2 separate regions of the Mus musculus genome follow, and region 1 is linked to region 2. Evidence: chromatin contacts called from public promoter capture Hi-C data. All regions are on one chromosome and are shown on one strand. Each heading gives the region's core, a stretch centred on a gene start, on an enhancer-like site or on the middle of the called end of the contact. The rest is flanking DNA. Distances are from core to core; before and after follow the strand shown.

What was found. Promoter capture Hi-C pulls out the DNA fragments that hold promoters and counts their contacts.
Region 1: a contact with region 2 is called in a promoter capture Hi-C map of hippocampal neurons, with 2.3 times the contacts expected there. The contact joins the promoter of Lmo3 here to the enhancer-like site in region 2. A contact is called at or near these places in 2 of 39 promoter capture datasets (hippocampal neurons and pre-B cells), 3 of 115 datasets of contacts at active chromatin or transcription factors (astrocytes, embryonic basal ganglia and embryonic forebrain) and 1 of 9 other capture datasets (liver).

The regions. Positions count from the first base shown.
Region 1 is chr6:138,419,093-138,425,257 of GRCm38.p6, forward strand. It overlaps Lmo3 (LIM domain only 3), which reads right to left and starts at 3,938. Exons shown (of 4, transcript NM_001356306.1): 1 at 3,349-3,938. It overlaps A830011K09Rik (RIKEN cDNA A830011K09 gene), which reads left to right and starts at 4,013. Exons shown (of 4, transcript NR_126073.1): 1 at 4,013-4,273.
Region 2 is chr6:137,930,590-137,936,437 of GRCm38.p6, forward strand. No RefSeq gene overlaps it. Among named protein-coding and RNA genes, the nearest start is that of Gm38552, 77 kb to the left of the region's middle. Within about 2 kb of position 4,437, at least 34 of the 459 cell types and tissues checked have an H3K27ac peak or open chromatin away from gene starts, as enhancers often do. A contact at or near this core is called in hippocampal neurons, where this site is marked.

The DNA.
Region 1 (6,165 bases), core at 2,688-5,187, 490 kb after region 2:
GAATCCCATTAATTAGGGTGTACAACAGACCCAGGCGCCTCTTAGTCATATACCTAGAAGACGAAGCAGGGTTTTGATTTACTAAAAACAGACAGGATTTCATGTCTGAAAGCATCTAAATGTTTGTTAAGGGTAACTATCCTAATTATCTAAGTTGTTTTTTTTTAAATACATCACTAAGCTAAAAGATTAAAAATTAATTCTTTTTGGTAGTAAGCTAAACACCATTATTTCCCATACTCATGATATTATTAAGTGTAGAGGGTCAGCTATCTTTATTCAAAATTCATTGTAACCAAGACAGCAGTTACCAACATTTGGCACAGAATTACTATCCTTGTCTTCACAAAGTGTTTTTGTTGTGTTGACATTTTAATTTAGCACTCAGAGGCCAATTAATAACTGAAACTCTTACATTCTGTTTGGCCTTGTGCATGAAAGGAGTCTGATATTTTTCTATACTATCCTCATATCTTCTTTTAGAGGCCATATCCCCCCTTTCTCTTGCAAATGGAATCTGTTCTATTCTATGCATTTAGGAAAAAAAAATGTAGGAAAACAACCACTTGGTAGTCACCACATTGCCAGGCACCTAAAAAGCAGAAAGCACTGAGCAGTCTCTGCTCTTGATCCAAAATAGGATGTCTGGGGAGAGTTATGTGTTCGTGGCTAAGAGACACTTCCCAAGTTGCTCATAGCCCATCAGCACCGGTAACTAGTTAGTCTTTAGATTGGCATGCAAATTGTTCTGAGGGAAATTCTTATTGCTTCTGAGACCCTGTCATTCTGAGTTATTTGACAGTTTAAGGGAAATCATAGTTGTTTTTTTTTTTTTATTTTATTTTAAAGACATAAATAATAGCCTGTGCAGTGTGCTGTGCAGAAATAAGTAGAACCATTTCATTTAAACTCTGGTGAGCTTTTAATTGCCTGGATTGCATTGTGAGAAGGCCTGCCGGTTGATTGCATCTATTATGTTCCCTTGTTCTGTGCCATTCATCCGCACAGTCTTAGCTTCAGTAGTTAACACAACAAAGTAACCACAACTCCACAACACATAGGAGCTTAAAAAATAACCAGAATAACGAAAGATGTGCAGTGCTCAGGCACTGTGGGCTTTTTTTTTAAAAAAAAAAAACATGTATGTATTATTTGGACTGATCACGCTGAATGAATGGAGAACATTCCTTCCCCTTTCAGAAGATTTACAGAGCACAATTTGGGAGCCGAGGAAGGGGGCTCCATCCAGAAGGGCTTTTGGAAGAGAGGATGCAAAAATTGGGTCCGCAGGTTTCGCAGCTGGGAGCAATGACATAGATTAAAAGAATTTGGCCAACACAGCCTTCCCACTGCCAAGAGTACCAAACAAAAGATTGTCTCTCCTCCTGCCCATCTTCCTCCCACTCACGCACCTCCCCCCAACCCCCTGTGCTCCCCCAACCCAGATTGCAAAACTGGATTGGGCCTAAAAGCTTGTTTCTCTCTGTTCACTGGCCCAGAGCACCCCTACAGGCTGCAGCCCCCTAAGGGGAAACAGTGTAAATATATGTCCCCAAATCTCTGGTACCGGAGCTGCTTAACTCTGTTCTGCCCCTTCAACTCCCAACCCCCTCCGCGTCCTTCCACCACCCTCCCCTTTTTGAGCAATGGAGCTGGAAACCAATTTGATTCCCTTTTTCTCCAATGCAGCTGCAAGGCTCAGAGATACTGACATTTCCCCACTCTTATCAGTTTAATTACAGTTACCATGGCAGCAAAGTGCTAGTGCTTGGCAAAGGCCAACAAGAGATTTGCAAGACTGGGTTCAATTTTGATGCAGCTCACATGCAAAATAAAAAAAAAAAAATAAGAAACATACATACACTCTAACAAAGAATCTCCTTGCGGAGTTTATGATCCAACCTTTTGTGGCTGTGTCTTTGCAGCCACGCAGGGGTGGTTTTGCAAAGAATGTACCAGGATTTTTGGCACCTAGCGAGATTAATTGGTCGAAAGCAGCAGTCTTTAAAAGCAGCAGCAACAATATTATTTCATATCTTCCTCAGGAGAAGAACGGGCAGTCTGTGGAGCTAGCCACGAGTGCCTAGCGGCCCGAGAAAGTGCCTCTGTGATAGAAGGTAACCTTACCAAAACTTTTCTCTTGTTTCTGCATGAGTTGACTGAGGCGTGCCTGAGTCGCTGCAGCTTCGCATGGAGCACCAAGCCCGGAGGCAGAGAGTAGAAAAGGGAATCACTCGGATCTGGGGCCCAAGCGTGGATCTGGTGAGCAGCATGCAGGGCCCAGGATCCACTATTGTGAAGCCACTTTGGGAGCTGGGGTCTAGTGGCTAGGGAGGCAGGCAGTGGGGGAAGGGACGAGGGAGCGTGTAAAATGATGGCGAATGACAAAGCCACATGCTTCCCTCACTCTGCCTGTAATCCTAAAATCCCAGCGGCCCCTTTTAGCTTCCTAGTAACAAATGGATTTGATTAAACCGTCACACGCAGTGTTAGCATAGCATATCGTGTTCGGTATGAAAAAGATCATAAATCTGACTTGTGTTTCATAACAGCAATCTGAGTAGCCCCGGTTAAAATGTGCTGAATCTCTCTCTCTCTCTCTCTCTCTCTCTCTCTCTCTCTCTCTCTCTCTCTCTCTCTCTCTCTCCCTGTTAAGATGCAGACACTTGGGTACAAGGAACCTATGTCCACTGAACACGACACAGTCACTTTTGCAACACACAGAAGCAGTGTTTTGATATTAAGGTTGCATTGGGAGAAGCAGGGGTGTAGACAAAAACAAGGTTGTAATTTCAACTCTTTCTTGGGGGTGGCAGGCATACATTTCATCAAGCAGGTGTAGAAAGGTCTGGGAAAATACCCAAGACTGATATCACTTCCCTTAGCCTGGTAGCAACACCCCGCCCCCAACCTTTGCAAACTGTCCCAACCCCTCTTCCAGAGTCAGGGTGTGCGAATGTTGCAGCTCCCAATGAACTTTGTCTATTATGCACTAGACTCCTACTTGAGATGTTGCGTCGCGCTGCAGCCGCGCGCTCCACTCTCTTCCTCCGGCATCCACGTCTTCCGCCCCACATCTATTTCATGTCTCATCACAAAAATAATGATGCCTCCCATGATTTAAACAGAACCAAACAAACACAAAACCCTCTCTGCAGACCTGCAGCCCGGTGAAAGTTGCAGTGGTGGTGGGGATGGTTCGGGTGCAGCTTTACTTTATGCCTTCTTGGGAGAGGATGGGGAAGAAGAAGAAAAAAAAGCCACCCAACATCCGCACACGCACGCGCGCACCAGCAGACATACACAGCACAAATAAGCCGACGCGTGAGTACACAACCCCTGACTTACCTTCTCAATTAAGCGATACAGGGGAGGGTGTTCAATGAGCCCAGCGGCTGCTTGGTAGCGCTTCTCCTTGGGAAAGGTCAAAAAGAAACATTGTTTGAAAAAAAAAAAGGAAAAAAAAAAACCGGGGGGTAGAATCTCTCTCTATATATTTTTTTAAGTTTAAAATAATGAGGTCCTCCAGGATCCGCCAAGTACCAGTGTGGACCGCATGCGAGCCACAGGTGTCCTTCTTTTAGGCAACTGCAGTCCGGGGGATGTCTCTCTTGGTCCTGGCTCCTGACAACTTACCCCAGCAGTGTGCGAGGAGCCCGAGCTGAAGGAAGCCCTGGCTCTCAGCCGCAAAATGCAATCCCTTCCCAGCCAGACATAATACAGCCCAAGAAAAGGTCACCCAGTTATTACAGCGCCTCGGAGCCCAGGCAGCGCCTGTCAGATCCACAGTGAAGGCAGCTCCCTTCCGATTTAAGAGTATTTACCTCTCGCCCCCACCCCTCCCTCTTCTCTCTCTTCCTTCTCTCCCTCCCTCTAGCTGGCTCCCTTGCTCGCTAGCTTGCTTGAGCTCTCTCTCTCTCTCTCTCTCTCTCTCTCTCTCTCTCTCTCTCTCTCTCTCTCTCTCTCTCTCTCTCGCTGTGTCTCTGCTGTCTGTTCCGCAGCTCAGTCAAGTACAGCCGCCCTCGGAAAGTGCAAAAGCAGCCACGAGACAGATCCAGGCTTTGTTGCTAATTTCCCAGGGTGAAAATTGACAAGCCTGGGAGTGCAGTCAGCACAACCCATTGCATATGCTACTGACAAACGCTGGGGACATCCCCTCCCACCCATGCCTATCACACAGAGAATGTGACCTCTGCAGGACTGGACTCTGGAAGGACCCTACCTCCAGGACTCGCCCACAAGAAGAACTGCAAAAGAGCTCCAAAGGAGAAGGGTAGGGCTTCCTAAAATAACGGGGGCATTTTGGAATAGGATGGGGACTATGAAAGCAAATTGCCCTCTAAATCTGTTACTGACAGTGCCAGTGGAGGAAGTTAAAATAAAAGCCAAGGAATCAAAGTGCTACCAGGGAACACTGGAAAACTGCACAGCCCTCCTTTTAGTAAATGTCTGGGGGTGTCTGCAGTTTCCAGGGCTATGAATTCTGTTTAGAAACTCTCTGAAGTCCCTGTGCAGAATGCCTTGTCATGTAAACTCAGGCCAGGCAGTGCCACACACCCTTTCCTCTCTCTCGAATGGCCCCAGGAGTCAGACTGTGAACTTGTACCCCATACCAGGTGCTGAACCCAAAGTGGCCACTGAAACACACTTACTACAGATAGGTGAATACTTGACTTTGAAACCTGCTTCAGTGTTAGTCCCCAGGAAGCTGAGCCAGACTTCCAGGACTAAGCCGGTCCCCTGGCCACTTGCCCACCTACACCCTGCCTTCATACACTTATTTTAAGGCCTGGGTACATCCTTTTATTTTTGCCTCTAAATTTTTCCCATTACTCTTAACCTCTTCCCTGCACTCCGATGCTCTATAGGTCACTGGTAGCTTTAAACCATCTCCTTTTTCTAAGTTTTTAAACTTCAGCTATCGCCCACTTTGGTGTCTCTATCAAGGTCCTCTCAGCATCTCTCACAAAGCCTTGTCAAAAGGTTAAGCTTAAAAATAGTGCCAGTTTGAATGACACTGGATGTGATGCTCTCAGTGCCAAGACAGGATCAATTGTTGAACTACCCACCCACCCCAAAAAAACACTACCCACAAAACACCCTTCAAACAATACAGAAAAACTTTGCTACTTCTGTAACATCAATTTTAATATCTATCTATCTATCTATCTATCTATCTATCTATCTATCCGATCTATCAAATTATATATATATATATATATACATATATATATATACACACACACACACACACACACACACACTAAAGCAGTCCCCCTTGAATATTTATGTTAAATTATGCTTCCCTATATCCAAAGTCCTGGCATAGCCGGTCTAATTTATTTTTTAATCCCAACCTTCAGAAGGCTCCTAAGAAAATAGTAGGTGGCTTGCTTTCTTCTCCCTTTCAAAGACAACAAAACTCAGAACTAACCTGAAAAATACCGAAATTCACAGACAGGAAGATTACTGAGAACCCCTTCAGCTGTTCAGTCTATAAGCAGACTTCTTAAGTTTTGGCTTTTCCTGGCCCTAGTACTCAGGCGTGCGCGCACGCACACACACACACACACACACACACACACACACACACACATCCACACAGCTCCCTGCTTGTCCTACCCCACCCTCCAGCCAGATCTACTCTGAAAACACTCTGGTGTGTGTGTATGTGTGTGTGTGTGTGTGTGTGTGTGTTGCCTGTTATCTTTAGCAGCCAATGTACTGAGAAGAAAAGAGGGAGGGAGGGAGAAGTATGTGTGGGGAAAGGGAGAAATAAAATCAAAACAAATGGCACAGCTAATGAGGACAATTAAATTAATTATGTTCAAGGAGGATGAGGTTTTTTTTCCCTCCAACTGTATGATCTGTTACCCCTCGCTGGCAACTGCTTCTCCGTAATTCATGGCAACTGATGAGTGCATCTATGCAAATCTTTGTTTAAATCATTCAACTAATTAAATGATGGGATTATTCCTCTGCCTACGGTGACATCATTCGCAGTAATTAGTACTCTTTTGGACTGTGGCAGTAAGATCCCCCATATCAACACCAACCTGCAAAGGCATTAACCACTTTGATACCTTAAAAAAGGGCAACTATCCAGAGCTCTAATTGTATCCCATCCCCTTCCTCTCCCCCCATCCTCCTTTTCCTCTCTGGGTT
Region 2 (5,848 bases), core at 3,187-5,686:
ATGACCACGTGGTCTTGATCACCTTGACGTTGTCACTCTGAGATGTGGATGCCATCTGCTTGGCTGCTTTGCTTACCTGTGAGACCTGAAATGGCAAACCCCAGTTTTGATCACCTGAAATACGGAAGCTTCATACTGCTGTGTGATCGACATACACATCCGAAGCCACTGCCTGCAAGGGGAGGGTGCAGGATGAACTGGAGAGATCCTCTCAAAGGGCGCACTAAGAGAGGGCCTAAGACGGCGAAACGTTGGATCCCCTCACTTCAGTTTGACCACACTTCAGCCAGTATTTAACCTTCTCTCTCAGTGTCACTCATCCAGGGACAAGAATATCAGGGGTGCTTAGATTTGGTGAGTGGTATTTTTAAAAAGTTGATTCTACTAGATGTAGAAGTCTGCTGGAGCAAAGACCTGTGTTGATTCCTTCAGCCTACCACCACCCTCTCTAGAAAGAGCTGGACATATTTAGGTCTTAGTGGAGATTGCTCACCTTACTTATGAAGATAAAGCAATTGTGTTCGCCAGATAAAATGCTACCTGTGTCCTGTTAGTCATCTGTGGAAGATGAGGGTACAGACAGTTGGAAAGGTGAATAGAGAAAAGGGTGGGAGAGGCTGGAGGGAAGGAAAGGTTAGAAGCCTTTAGGAAGCCCCTGCAGTGTGTTAAGCTTAGCACTGGTTCATGCACATTCTAGAAAATGAAACCATTTATCTGGTCCTTTCCCCCTTCCGTCCCAGTGATTATTAGGTATATGAGATTTATTGTTTAAGTACTAATAACTTAAAAATCACTTTCTATTTCTCCACCTGGGGGCATTTTTGGATAGAGAAAAGGAAATGCTCCCTGCCTTACTTAATAGATAAGGCATCGTCTCAGTCCTAAATAGGCATCCCGGGCTCTGACAGACCGGCCGCTCAGCTCCCCGGGAAACTGCTCACAAGCTGTTGAGAGTTTCCTGTTTCTTTAGCAGCAGAGAGATTAGTGATAAGAGACAGATGAATAAAGACTAGAGACCAATTAACAGGCTAGATGTACCTTATCTAAGCAGACTGACATTCAAACAAAAGCTCTCCTCCAGTGCCTGCCTAGAAGGTACTTTACAGAGAACACAGACACTGAAGACGAGCACCCATGTGGTGGAGGGCCTGTGGATCCAAGACCACATTATTGAACACTGTCCCCCTTCCCTGTTCTCAGCAACACTCATCTGGTCCTTCCTCTCCCTCCCTCCCTCCCTCCCTCCCTCCCTCCCTCCCTCCCTCCCTCCCTCCCTCCCTCCCTCCCTCCCTCTCTCCTTCCTTTCTTTCCTTTGTTCCTTCATTCTATTTTTCTTGCTTTGTGTTTGCCTGTGTGCTCAATATGTTCCCGTGTAAATGCACGTGGATGCCACAGGTTGGTGTTGAATGTCCTTCCCTGTTCACCTCCAGCTTATTTATTTATTTATTTATTTATTTATTTATTTATTTATTTATTTATTTATTTATTTATTTATTTATTTAGAGATAGGTTCCCTCCCAGAACCTGGGTGGTCACCAGTTGGCTAGGCTAGCTGACCACTGAGCATCCAGGATCTTCCTGTCTCTGCCTCCTAGCACTGAAAGAGGATAACTTGTCAGCTTCTCAAACGCCAAGACAGACAGACAGACAGGCTTTCCTTTCTGTTATTGTTTAGGTATTGGTCTTGAATATATGGAAAAGATGAATTTTTACAAAAATATTCATCTTTCTGTGATATCTATATATCTATATCTATAGGTATAAATATATAAAATCTAAAAATAAATACAGCAGAAAACTTTATGAAACAAACCTGCTCCTTCCTGGAGGAGAGAGATACTTTGATGTCTGATTTTTAATTCATACTGCAATGTGGAAAGTCCCCTGATAATTTATTGATTTTTGAGAGTAAGAGATCAACCAAAAGAAAATTCTAGAAGGATTGCCATAGCCAACTTTGTATGTAGCTTATTCCTTTTGATAAAAGACTTTTATTTTGTGTATGATATTACATAGCAAATACCTTTGCAGCATACTTAGAAGAGTAACGGAATATACTCCAAAGAAACTTGATAGCTTTGTGCTATTAAATCCCTATTGAAAGGCAGCCAGGCTTGTCAGCTAGCTCCCTGTTTCTATATTACAGGGTTTTGAGTCCATTGAAGTTAGATTTGGTGATATTTTTCTCTATGTAAACCAAGGTTTTCTTCCACAACATAAGAGCCGTGAGTTCCTATTCTGTCTTCATGACTAATGACAATACTTGACTCATGTCTGCTTTGTTCATTGTACACTCATGCGTTTTTAGCTATTATGTTTTTTCCCCCATTTGAATGACATGTTTAAGAAATGTGATTTAGTTGATATGTTGACTTGGAGGCCCTTGTTACTAATATGAAGAGGTGACTCATCCTATTTCTGGGCATATCTGTAAGCTGATTGGTAGAGTTGGAGTTAGACAAGCAGCCCTTTCCCACCCGTGACAGTGGGATGCCTGTCACTGTGGCTTAAGATGCTTTTCTTCTTGCAATTGATTCCTTGGTTCTGCTCTCTGTAGAACTGTAGAAGAGAGAGCACCGTTTGAAATATTGAAGCTTAAGCCTTCCAGTTTACTGATGATCCAAGATACTTAAGCTGGCTTCTGACTTTTCTCACATTCCAGACTTGCTCCTCCCCTCTTCTTCATCTAGCCATCAATAGTCTTAATGGGAATCCTGAATGTTAAATGCCATGAGTTTAAGAAGACCTCTTCTGCCTCCCTTGCCTGGAACCATCTTTCTCTTATCATGGCACTTTTTTTTGGTTTTCTTCCCAGAACTAAACATAAACATCATAGTGTCTTGCACTCGAATTTATTTTCTATAATATTTGAAATTCATGAAGGAAAGGTTTGTCCTGTGCCCAGCATCCTAGCGATGTGTCTGGTGCCCTGTAGGCACTGCATACAGGGGCTGGGACTAGAATGTTAACTTCTCTCTCCTGTCGTTTAGCTGCATGCACATGTGCATGTGTTCCGCCATGACCTACGCTCATCTGTTAACAGAGCAATGATTATTTGGCTCGACATCTTCTGAGTTCCATTTACCCTTCTGAAAGTGAGGACCCCTCAGTCCACATAAAAGTTTTTACATTTGTTCTACAAACGGGGCTAGAGTAAACTGACGTTCATTAGTTGTGGAGTCTAGAAGGGACATGGTCACTGGTTTTCCTTTTTTTCCCCCCAAACTGGAAATGTTTATTCTGAAAATGGAAAGTATATGGTAGGCTAAAGGTTCAAATTTCAATATGTTAGGTGGACTTGCTGATGTGGGGACCTCATGCTAATTGTTTTAAGAATTTTGCCGCTAAACTGTGCTGGATCATACTTTAGTTATGCAATAGTGGCATCTTAGGAGTTTCAGAGAAACATGATGGCTTGAGTCTACCTCTTAACCCATTGATAGGAACCTTCCACCAATGAATTCCTGGCAGGCACACATTTTCTTGGAGGATAAGGGGATGGCTTCTTAGGTAGAGTGTCTACTGTGCTAGCATAAAGACCGTTGTCCCATGGTTTTCTTCCACAAATTAAAAGCCATTCATTCTGTATTGACTTTTTGACTAATGGCAGTCATAGACTCCTGGTTTCCATTAATTTTCATTTTTTTTCTACTGAATTCAGACCTGCAGTACCCACCTAGAAAGCTGGATGTAGCTCCCACCAGCACTGGGAAGGAAAAAGACAGGAAGATCCTAAGCTCCTTGGCCAGCCAGAATGGCTGAGTTAAAGAGTTCAGGCTCAGAGAATAAACATATGAATGACCTTGGAATGCACCTGATATCTACCTCTAGCCTTTACATGTATGTGTATACACACACACACACACACACACACACACACACACACACCACACACACACACACACACACCCCACAACACACAACACACACACACACACACACACACACACACACACACACCACACAACACACACACACACACACACACAACACACACACACACACACACACACACACACACACACACACACACACACACACACACACACCCCACACACACAGATACACACTCATACCACACACATACTACACTCACACAGCACACACACACAGACACACACATACACACACACCACACACACACAGATACACACTCATACCACACACACACCACACTCACACACCCCCCACACACAGACACACACACACACACACCACCACATAGGCACACATACCATTTGTCATTCTGTTGAATGCCAGAGATCAAAGGAGAAGTTAACCTTTGCTGTTTGGCAATAAAATTTGTGTTCAAAGTGCTTAATAACTGCATCAACTGCGTGATCCTTAATTCTGCAGATACATCCAGTGTGTCCCTTTACACTACCATCTAATTGTCAGCATATAAAGCACTCTGCATGTCTACATTGTGATTCTCAGGGATGACGCATTCCCTGGAAGGATGCCATGTAGCCTTCTGTAGATCCATCATCTCCCTCTGCCCACTCACCATATGGATTCTGGGCTTTCTTTTGCTTTGCTTTGTTTTAAGTCAGGGTTCAGAGCTTTTCTCCTTTAGCATATTTTCCCTCATAAGCAGAATTCTTGATTCTTCTCTCACAAAGCCGTGGCTTATGCAATCATTTCCACATTTGTCAATCTCAGAGTTTAATATGCATGGCAGTATCAACTTGCACCCTCTTAACAGTAGCTGAGAAAATCTTCCTACGACCTGTAAGGTTCTGAAGTCATGTGGACGCCGTGATGAATGCCCAGTAAATATTTGTTGACGAGGTTGGCCCTTCTTACTCCATGCAAACATTTCCACGAGGGCAAGTTAAAAAAAAAAAAGAAAGAAAGATCTTGTGTGTCTTTGTGTGTGGGGGTGCGTTGTTGGCACTTTGTTCCTGTGAAATAAAAATGAAAGAGTTTTCTTTCTTCCTTGTGTCGGATTTCCTCTTGCCGGTTTCTCCACCAACTGGCTAGTGGCCAACTTTGTCAGAGCTGAAACATCAGAGAGCCAGAAGAGAGGTTCTCGGCTGATAAATATTTGATTTACAAGGTATTGAGAGGTTTAAAGAAATGGAAAGGAGTTTGCCTAATGGGAGTTGTGTTTAATATAGCAAGGAAGATCACCAATAACCAGGTCTCCTTTCCTCTGCAGTGGCCGGTGGGTATCTGAGTGTATCGGGCTTATTGTGATACAAGTTATGTTAGGCTTGGCTGACAATGGGGTGAGGTTGAGGAGGCCTGGAATGCTCCTGCTCCTTCAACAGAAACACAGCTGAAGGGAATATCCTTAGAGTTTCTTTGCTTCTCTTCTATAAGCTGTGATAAATATTGTATGTCTCAGCAGCGTAGGGAAGACGATTGATCCTTTCTCAGTGATAGAGACATGTGGCTGTATATGTTATATGCAGAATGAACGATGGAGGGAGAATGGGGGGGGAGGGAGGACAAGAGATGCAGGGGATGTGTATAGCGTTGCCAATAGCGATCTATCAAAGAGATGTCAGGACTGCGAGAGTACAAGATGGGTTTTAGCTCCCATTTAATCATCTGTTGCTTTTCTGTCATCAAAGCTTTGTTTCGTGGCAAGTTTTGTTTCTCATCCCCACCTCAAAAGTTCCAATAAAATGAACACAATTAGGACCAACCCCAAACTGGACTGAACTAAATACTTAAGAAAACAATGAGGGTTCTTTTGTGTAGGCTGTAAGTCTCTTACACAGGGCAATGCTATGAATCCATTTGGCTTTAAAAACATCACACTTGAAATCATGCCCAAACTCAAGAATGATGCAGACCATTCTCAACCATGGGCAATCCTGGAAAGGGAGGAAAACTGGTT